Regions from separate parts of the Acanthopagrus latus genome. Here region 1 is linked to region 2. A link is a contact called in public Hi-C data. All regions are on one chromosome and are shown on one strand. The core of a region is the stretch at or near the end of the contact, and the rest is flanking DNA. Distances in the headings are between cores, read along the strand shown. Region 1 holds the start of LOC119007137 (ribonuclease-like 3). Region 2 holds the start of LOC119007073 (integrin alpha-6-like).

Evidence for each region. A called contact is a pair of places that touch in the nucleus more often than the background predicts.
Region 1: a contact with region 2 is called in a Hi-C map of liver, with 2.4 times the contacts expected there. The contact joins the promoter of LOC119007137 here to the promoter of LOC119007073 in region 2. A contact is called at or near these places in 2 of 4 Hi-C or Micro-C datasets (liver and muscle).

Annotation. Positions count from the first base shown.
Region 1 is chr18:28,101,300-28,104,912 of fAcaLat1.1, forward strand. It overlaps LOC119007137 (ribonuclease-like 3), which reads right to left and starts at 1,901. Exons shown (of 2, transcript XM_037076550.1): 1 at 1,878-1,901. It overlaps LOC119007142 (a long non-coding RNA gene), which reads left to right and starts at 2,405. Exons shown (of 3, transcript XR_005071034.1): 1 at 2,405-2,597; 2 at 3,340-3,475; 3 at 3,540-3,561.
Region 2 is chr18:27,946,519-27,949,763 of fAcaLat1.1, forward strand. It overlaps LOC119007073 (integrin alpha-6-like), which reads right to left and starts at 1,755. Exons shown (of 25, transcript XM_037076426.1): 1 at 1,466-1,755; 2 at 1,258-1,379. The coding sequence starts at 1,626.

The DNA.
Region 1 (3,613 bases), core at 651-3,150, 150 kb after region 2:
CAAATGGAATTCAACACATTAACAGTGACATTTACAAAGCACATCTGGTAAAATGTTTTCCTCTGTTGCTGCACCTCGACAAATATTCACTGAAGTAAAATCATTAATAGCTTACAGATATCGTGTTACAAGTAAAGATCCTGCCCTCAACAGTAAAAGATCAAATCTGAATCAATTGAATGTAGCTGAGAACAATATTTCCCTCAGAAATGTAACAGTATATGATAGTATTAAGTAGAAATACTCAGCATCTCAAAGTTGTAGTTCAGTTCAGTTAAATTTCACCACTGTAGAGGATGTTGTTATTTCAGCCTCTGCTCAGGACGGTCATTTTTACTCTTCTCAAAAACGAACCAGAGTACAGAAGGATAGATAAAAACAGAACAAAAAGTCCAACTTTAAGTTTAAATTTAAAACAGTTTGTAAAGAATTCACTGCTGAACCAGATCCCAGTTTAAAAATCAGAGAGATGCAGATTTATTATTGTTTGATGTTTTATTACTGTTATAAGATTCTGTATGAAGTTGTTTTTGCTTCCCTTTCCTGTGATTCAGCAAAACACACCAACACACACACACACACACACACACACTGCTGTGGCATACTGGTTGCCATGGTAACCAGACTAGACAGTGACTCAGCTTGTTGCCGAGTGAATCAGTAAAATACAAAGTGTGCATGTTTTGTGTTCACTGTTAATTACCCGCTGGATGTTATGGAACAGATTTGTGCCTGTATGCGCTGAATAATTGATGAAGTGCACATATATATGCACTTCATCAATTATCCAGTTCTTCATCCAATCGAGCGTGTTTTTGTTTTTGCACAAGACAACTGAGGACAGAATTTATATCAGAACATCTCATCATGTCTGAATACCAAATCTGATGATTACACTGTTAATTTAACTAATAAACCAAAATCGTAATTATCTTGTCTTCACCTTGAAATCTAAAAACACTCCTCATACAGTCACACTCAGCTTCCACTGCAGTGCAGCTGTTGGTCAGACTGATCACGTCCCCCTGACATTTTCAAACATTTCCACTTCAGTGTTGTGCCAGGATGTGATTATATTTGTGTCAAAGGGTTTTTTTTCCCTGAACATCACTTACTTATGTGACTCATGGACTCTTTGTGCTCATGAGGCTGGTTGATAAACATTATGAGGATGATGTGTGTTGAACATTAATGTCTCTTATACACAGAATATTAAATGTCAAATATAATTTCTGTTTATTTTATACACAAAGACAATCCTGCACCTTTATGTACAACCTTTAGCAATATCTACTAACTGGCACCAAGTGTGGTATATCACTATCAGTGCCTAGTTTAAGTATCTTTAATCATATTTTACAATTGTTTTATTCATTTTAGCTTCAGTGTGCATAATATGGCCTTTTGAATTATTTGATTCATTAGAAAGAAGGATATGTATCCAACAATAAATCAAATTACTGATATTCAAGACTTCTTCTCTGCACACTGCTGCCATCTGCTGGTGGGAAGCAGGTGTTTCTGTTGATTTAGAGGTTTTGATTTTTCTACTCAGTCAGCTGGTGTCTGCTGCTCATCAGCAGCATTATATCACAGAAGCAGGCGTCTGAATGTCCATGTACATGTCGGTGTGTGAATCCACAAGGATGAGAGGTTAACTGGCTCACAGAGACACGTTTGAGGGTTCAGTTTCTACCTAGAACTGTAATAAAATGTTTTTTAATTTGGTTTTAAGTCGTTGTCGTCCTGCATTCAAAATCGTACTTAAGTGAAAGTACAAACATCAGAATACTTATTTATACATTCATTATAAAATTGTTGATGTATTTCATTTATAAGTTTCCCCAAAAATGAAAATTCAGTCATTATCTACTCACCTCCTTGCTGAAAGTCCACCAAACATTTCTGGAGCTTCACAGCAAAACAGCGTTGCAGCTCTCTGGAACAGAAGTAGAAGGAAACTTGTTGTAAGATGCAGAAAACATCAGGCCGCCATTTTCTTCTGCTTTAAACTGGAAATATTGAATAATAATATCCATGTGCCTGGTCTTATTTTAAAACTGCTGTTCAACATCTAATCTTGCTTCAGGTAACTTACATGCTGCGTGGAAATAATGTTTCATGCAGCTTACAGCCTGCATAAGTGTTAAAACAACATCTAAACTGTTCTTTACTGTACAGGGAAAAGATTCAAAGTCACATTCAGTTGTTGCGGCTGTTGAAAGGCAGGAAAGTCAAGCATGGCCCTGATGCAGGTGACCAAACTGAATGGTGACTGTTGACGGACACTCAGCCAGGTTGCAGAATGCTCACAACTCTCCTCAACTAGAGAGAAGAAGAAGAAGAAGAAGAAGAAGAAGAAGAAGAAGAAGAAGAAGAAATCTCCACAGGGCCGAAACAGACCTGAGTGTCCGGCTGTCAGTCGGCTTGGCTGAGGTCTGCAGCGCGTCAAGGACAGAATGAGAATGACAATCAGACTGACCTCTTTTAAGCCCTCACAGGAGGGTGTTTGTCAGACCCTGGTTGGCCGTGAGAGGGATGCCCCAAGCTGCTATCGCTCCGTTAATTAGGAGCCGCTCGTCACCACCTGCACAAAGGTGATCTGAATCCACTGCAAGCGATCCAGGGAGGTTTTGAAAGTCAGCCAAAATAAGAAGGATGGCTACACAACAGGACCGCTACAGTTACATCAGGCAAATTGTTACAGACAGAAATTTGTACAAAAACTGTGTGGGGGGGAGCACCATCGCACAAAATGCCAAATTCTGTGCATTAACTGTAAAGTATGCTGTATGAAGTTTAGTCCACAGAACAATCATGATATTCATCCAGTTTTTTGGGGGCGTAAAAGCCAGTCTGTATCTCTTAAAGCCCAAAGTCTGTTGTGGTATTCCTGCAGTGTTCCTCTGATATTTCAGGGAACACAGAGAATCTGTGCTGCTGAAAATACTCCCTCAGCCCAAAATACCTGTGGGGAGATACGACCTGTACAGGTGTAAATAACCTGCACTGTGCTCAGCTGCTACAGTTCAACACTTCCACGTACAATTTGTACCGTTGAAATGATTAAAAATGCTTCATGTCCACATCCAGTAAAGAATATTGCTCCCATCGGTCCTTGACACTAATAAAAATTAACATATTACCAAAATTATGGGACGAAAGCAAACTGATCCTCGATCAGATCTGCTGGGACGAAGTGAAGGTGATGTTGTCGCACAAATTAAGACTCAGACAAAGAAGTGAATATAGTTTCAATGGTAGTTTAATTTTAACATTCAACATAAGTATCAATTATCATCACTCACATATCCATGTTTTTTTATTTTATCTAACCAGGACCTGGGAAAGTGAAGATGACTGTTCACAATGAAGAACTAAAACTTTAAGGTCGGGAAAAGAGTGGATGAGTCAATGGAGCTAACAGAGGAGACGGCTGGGGTGGAGAGAGGCCGGAGGAGGAGGAGAGGAGGAGGTGGAGGTGGAGGAGCAAGGAGGAGGTGGAGGTGAAGGAGGTGGAGGAGGAGGAGGAGGAGGAGGTGGAGGTGGAGGAAGAGGAGGTGGAGGAAGAGGAAGAGGAGGAGGAGGAGGAGGAGGAAAGAGGAGGAGGTGG
Region 2 (3,245 bases), core at 505-3,004:
TTTCGTTAAATATTTAGATTTTTTTTTACTTTTCAGGCCTCAAACTTTTATTTAAATGAAGCCGAGTCAGAATTTTAGATAACTTTTTTCGGTGAATAGACATTTGCTGTGTGTCAGTTCAGGGTCTGCGCCCTCTGAAGGACTCGGCCTTTGCAGTCTTTGAAGGCCGAGTCCTTCACAGACCTTATTAACTGCGTCAGCCGTTGTTAAATGTGATGGTCTCGCCTTTGGAGCATTTCCTGGTTGCATCACCAGATGTTTTACCCTTATGTAATGATTTCTGCCGCCCAGACCCGCAAAAGTGATGATCTACGCCAATGTTGCCATGTTTGTTATTCCTTCTTTTACGGGTGTGCAAAGAATCTTGGGATATGTGAGGCAACGAAGGATGACAGCGGTGCATCCTCCAAAAACAGCGAGAAGAAGCAGCGTTTGTGGGCTGCATCTGGAGGAGCCTTCAGACTGGGATGTAATTGACCTTCAAATGCTCCTTCGAAGTATGCAAACCCTGAATTAAGACACAGCAAGTGAGTAGAAACTGCATTTTTTTTCACGAACCATAGAGGTTTGGGAATCCCTAGTTTTAAAAGGGACACTTCATAACAAAATCAAAACTACACACTTCTGCATCATTATATTGCAGGAAAATGTGATGTGGCCCTGAAAATTCAGATTTCTATTCATCCATTCATCATTTGCTGCTGTCATTATCGTTACAGCTGTGGCGTGGAGTCTGTCATCCAGTTAAGTTAGAACGATTTTAAAACCACATATTCATAGTTAGCGTTAGAGTTATCATTCTTGGTGTGGACGGCCCTTAATGGCGTCCTCCTCTGCTGAGCTGTAATGGCAGTGATGTAGTTTATGAGTCTCTCGTCCGTGAGCAGATGCACGCTGCCTTCAGCACGGTGACGTGGTTAATGGGTGTAATTTGGCAAAAAGAAAATAGATGGTGGGTTATCTTGAGGAAATACTACAGATAAGAGGAAAACTATTTGATTTCTGGGGTGAACTATCCATTTAATTTCACTGGAACATTTTATTTTATTTTTTTTAAATACAAGATCACAATCTGAAGGGTTACCAGTAACTCCAGCTTTCAAATAAACATAGTGAGGTACAATATTTCCCACTCAGGTGTAATGAATAAAATCATCAAGTAGCTTAAAATTAATAGACTTACATTCAAGTACATGTGCATCCCATTAAACGTATCAAGATCACCCATAAAATGTCAGATAAAACAGGTAAACACACCTTTATCGTCAAACTCAATGGGCTGACAGCGCTCGGATGTTGATGTCAGATCACACTGATAAACTACACCTGTAACGTTCACCTGGTTCCGATGTTTCGCTCGTGGAGCTCCAACCAGCAATCTGAGGGGAAAATACCTCAAGTGGTTACACAGAGTTTTTTTTAAAAATTGACTCAACACTTAACAAGTGTTGAACGTGTCACTCACAGGTTCCTTCTGGCAGGATTCAGCTGCTGGTGGAAGGCAACAGAAAATCCAAACAGGCTTCCTGGATCTCCGTTTCTCTGCAACACGTTCGTGGTGTCCAGATTGAAAGCTGCGATCTGGAGGAGCCAGACGCTGCACAGATGCACCACGTACCAACGCATCGCTACGCTTCTTTAGATTAATAAATGTGTAATCTGCTCTGTGCCACGCAGTGCTCGTGCTCTCTGAGAGCACAGAGGAGGTGGAAACCCTCTTATAAAACGGTTTAGACTCAGAAAGTGTTAACTGGTTCATTGTAAACACAGACAGTCAGGGTGTGGTCGAGATGTTTATCTGCACACAAACAAAGCTGCAATGTCTGACTTTATGACCAGATAACTCAAAGTTAATATTAACTAAATTTCCGCTTTGATCTGAGTCAGTCGTGAGTCACAGCATCTGCGCTGAAGTCGTCTGAAGATAACACCATGTTGTGACTGTCACTGCAAACCACTTAACCAAAGATCAGCATGCAAACAGCAGGATATTCTCAGAACTTGTTCTTGTTATTTACTAATTTTGTCTGTGAGATTTCAGAAACATCCTGCTACTCATTCACACCTGAGCCTCCATCCCAGAAATGCTAAATGCAAAAAGGCAAAAAAAAAGGGCTAGCAACAAACATGAGTAATTCACAACTCAAAGTACGAGTTGGGACGATGGATGCAGAAACACATAAAAAAAAAAAAAAACACACGATGGGCATGATGGACACATGAACCAAAGAAGAGTGAGGGGCAAACACAGGGGGGTGATTAATTAATGAGACACATGTATACAAAGACAAAAAGAATGTGGAAACATACAAAGGCAGGAAGAGGAATGTGAAACATGACACATGCAGATAAAAATACAAAATAAAAAATACTCACATCATATGCAGCTCCACTATCACTGCCCTGAAAATGCTGTGGTGCATAAAGGCCTAATTTTCACACAGTTCATTCACACATTTCCCAAAATAAAAACTCTAAACACCACCAATCTTCTAATTTACAAGAAACCAAACTCAACAATGAGGACAGAGGGAGGAGACGTTAGAAGCATCCTTAACAAACAGCGCTGTAAAGCTACTGTAACTCACCACAGACATCAGACCATACACTCCAACATTGTCTCTTTTGCAAATATGGGCTAGTTTAGCTCATTAAATTCAGTTTTTTTCACTCACATTTTCAAGTTTTGGCAAAAAGGTGAACACCCAAATATGGACATGATGGCAGGCAGGTCAGGAACAAAAGGTGAGCTTTAATAAAGTAGATGTAATTGAGTCCAAAGTGGCAAGAAATAAAAAACACAGACACAAGAAGCAGGACTAAGGACTAAAAACTAAATAAGGTACAATCCAAAGAAGCACTGGGAAAACAGGCAGGAACATGAGGAGCACAGGACTGAAGTGTGGACGACATAATGGTAGAGATGACAAAGAGCCGAGGACAAGGACTTAAACTTACAGGGAGTGATAAGTAATTTGACACAGGTGAGCAGCCGGAAAACAAACAGAGTGTTGGAAAAAACACAGGAGGCTAATCAGGGGCAGGTGAACCCAATCAGGACAATCACAAGGGAGGGAAAACAAGAGAAAGAGCAGGAAGTAACATGACATGACACAAGAGACCTTACAAAATAAAACAGGAAATATGACCAGAAACCAAAACCATGACACGTAGTTTGTTCCTGGGTTAAATAGTTTCATCTGCAGGTGCTAATGAAGGAGAAATTTGTTAGTTAACATTTGTGA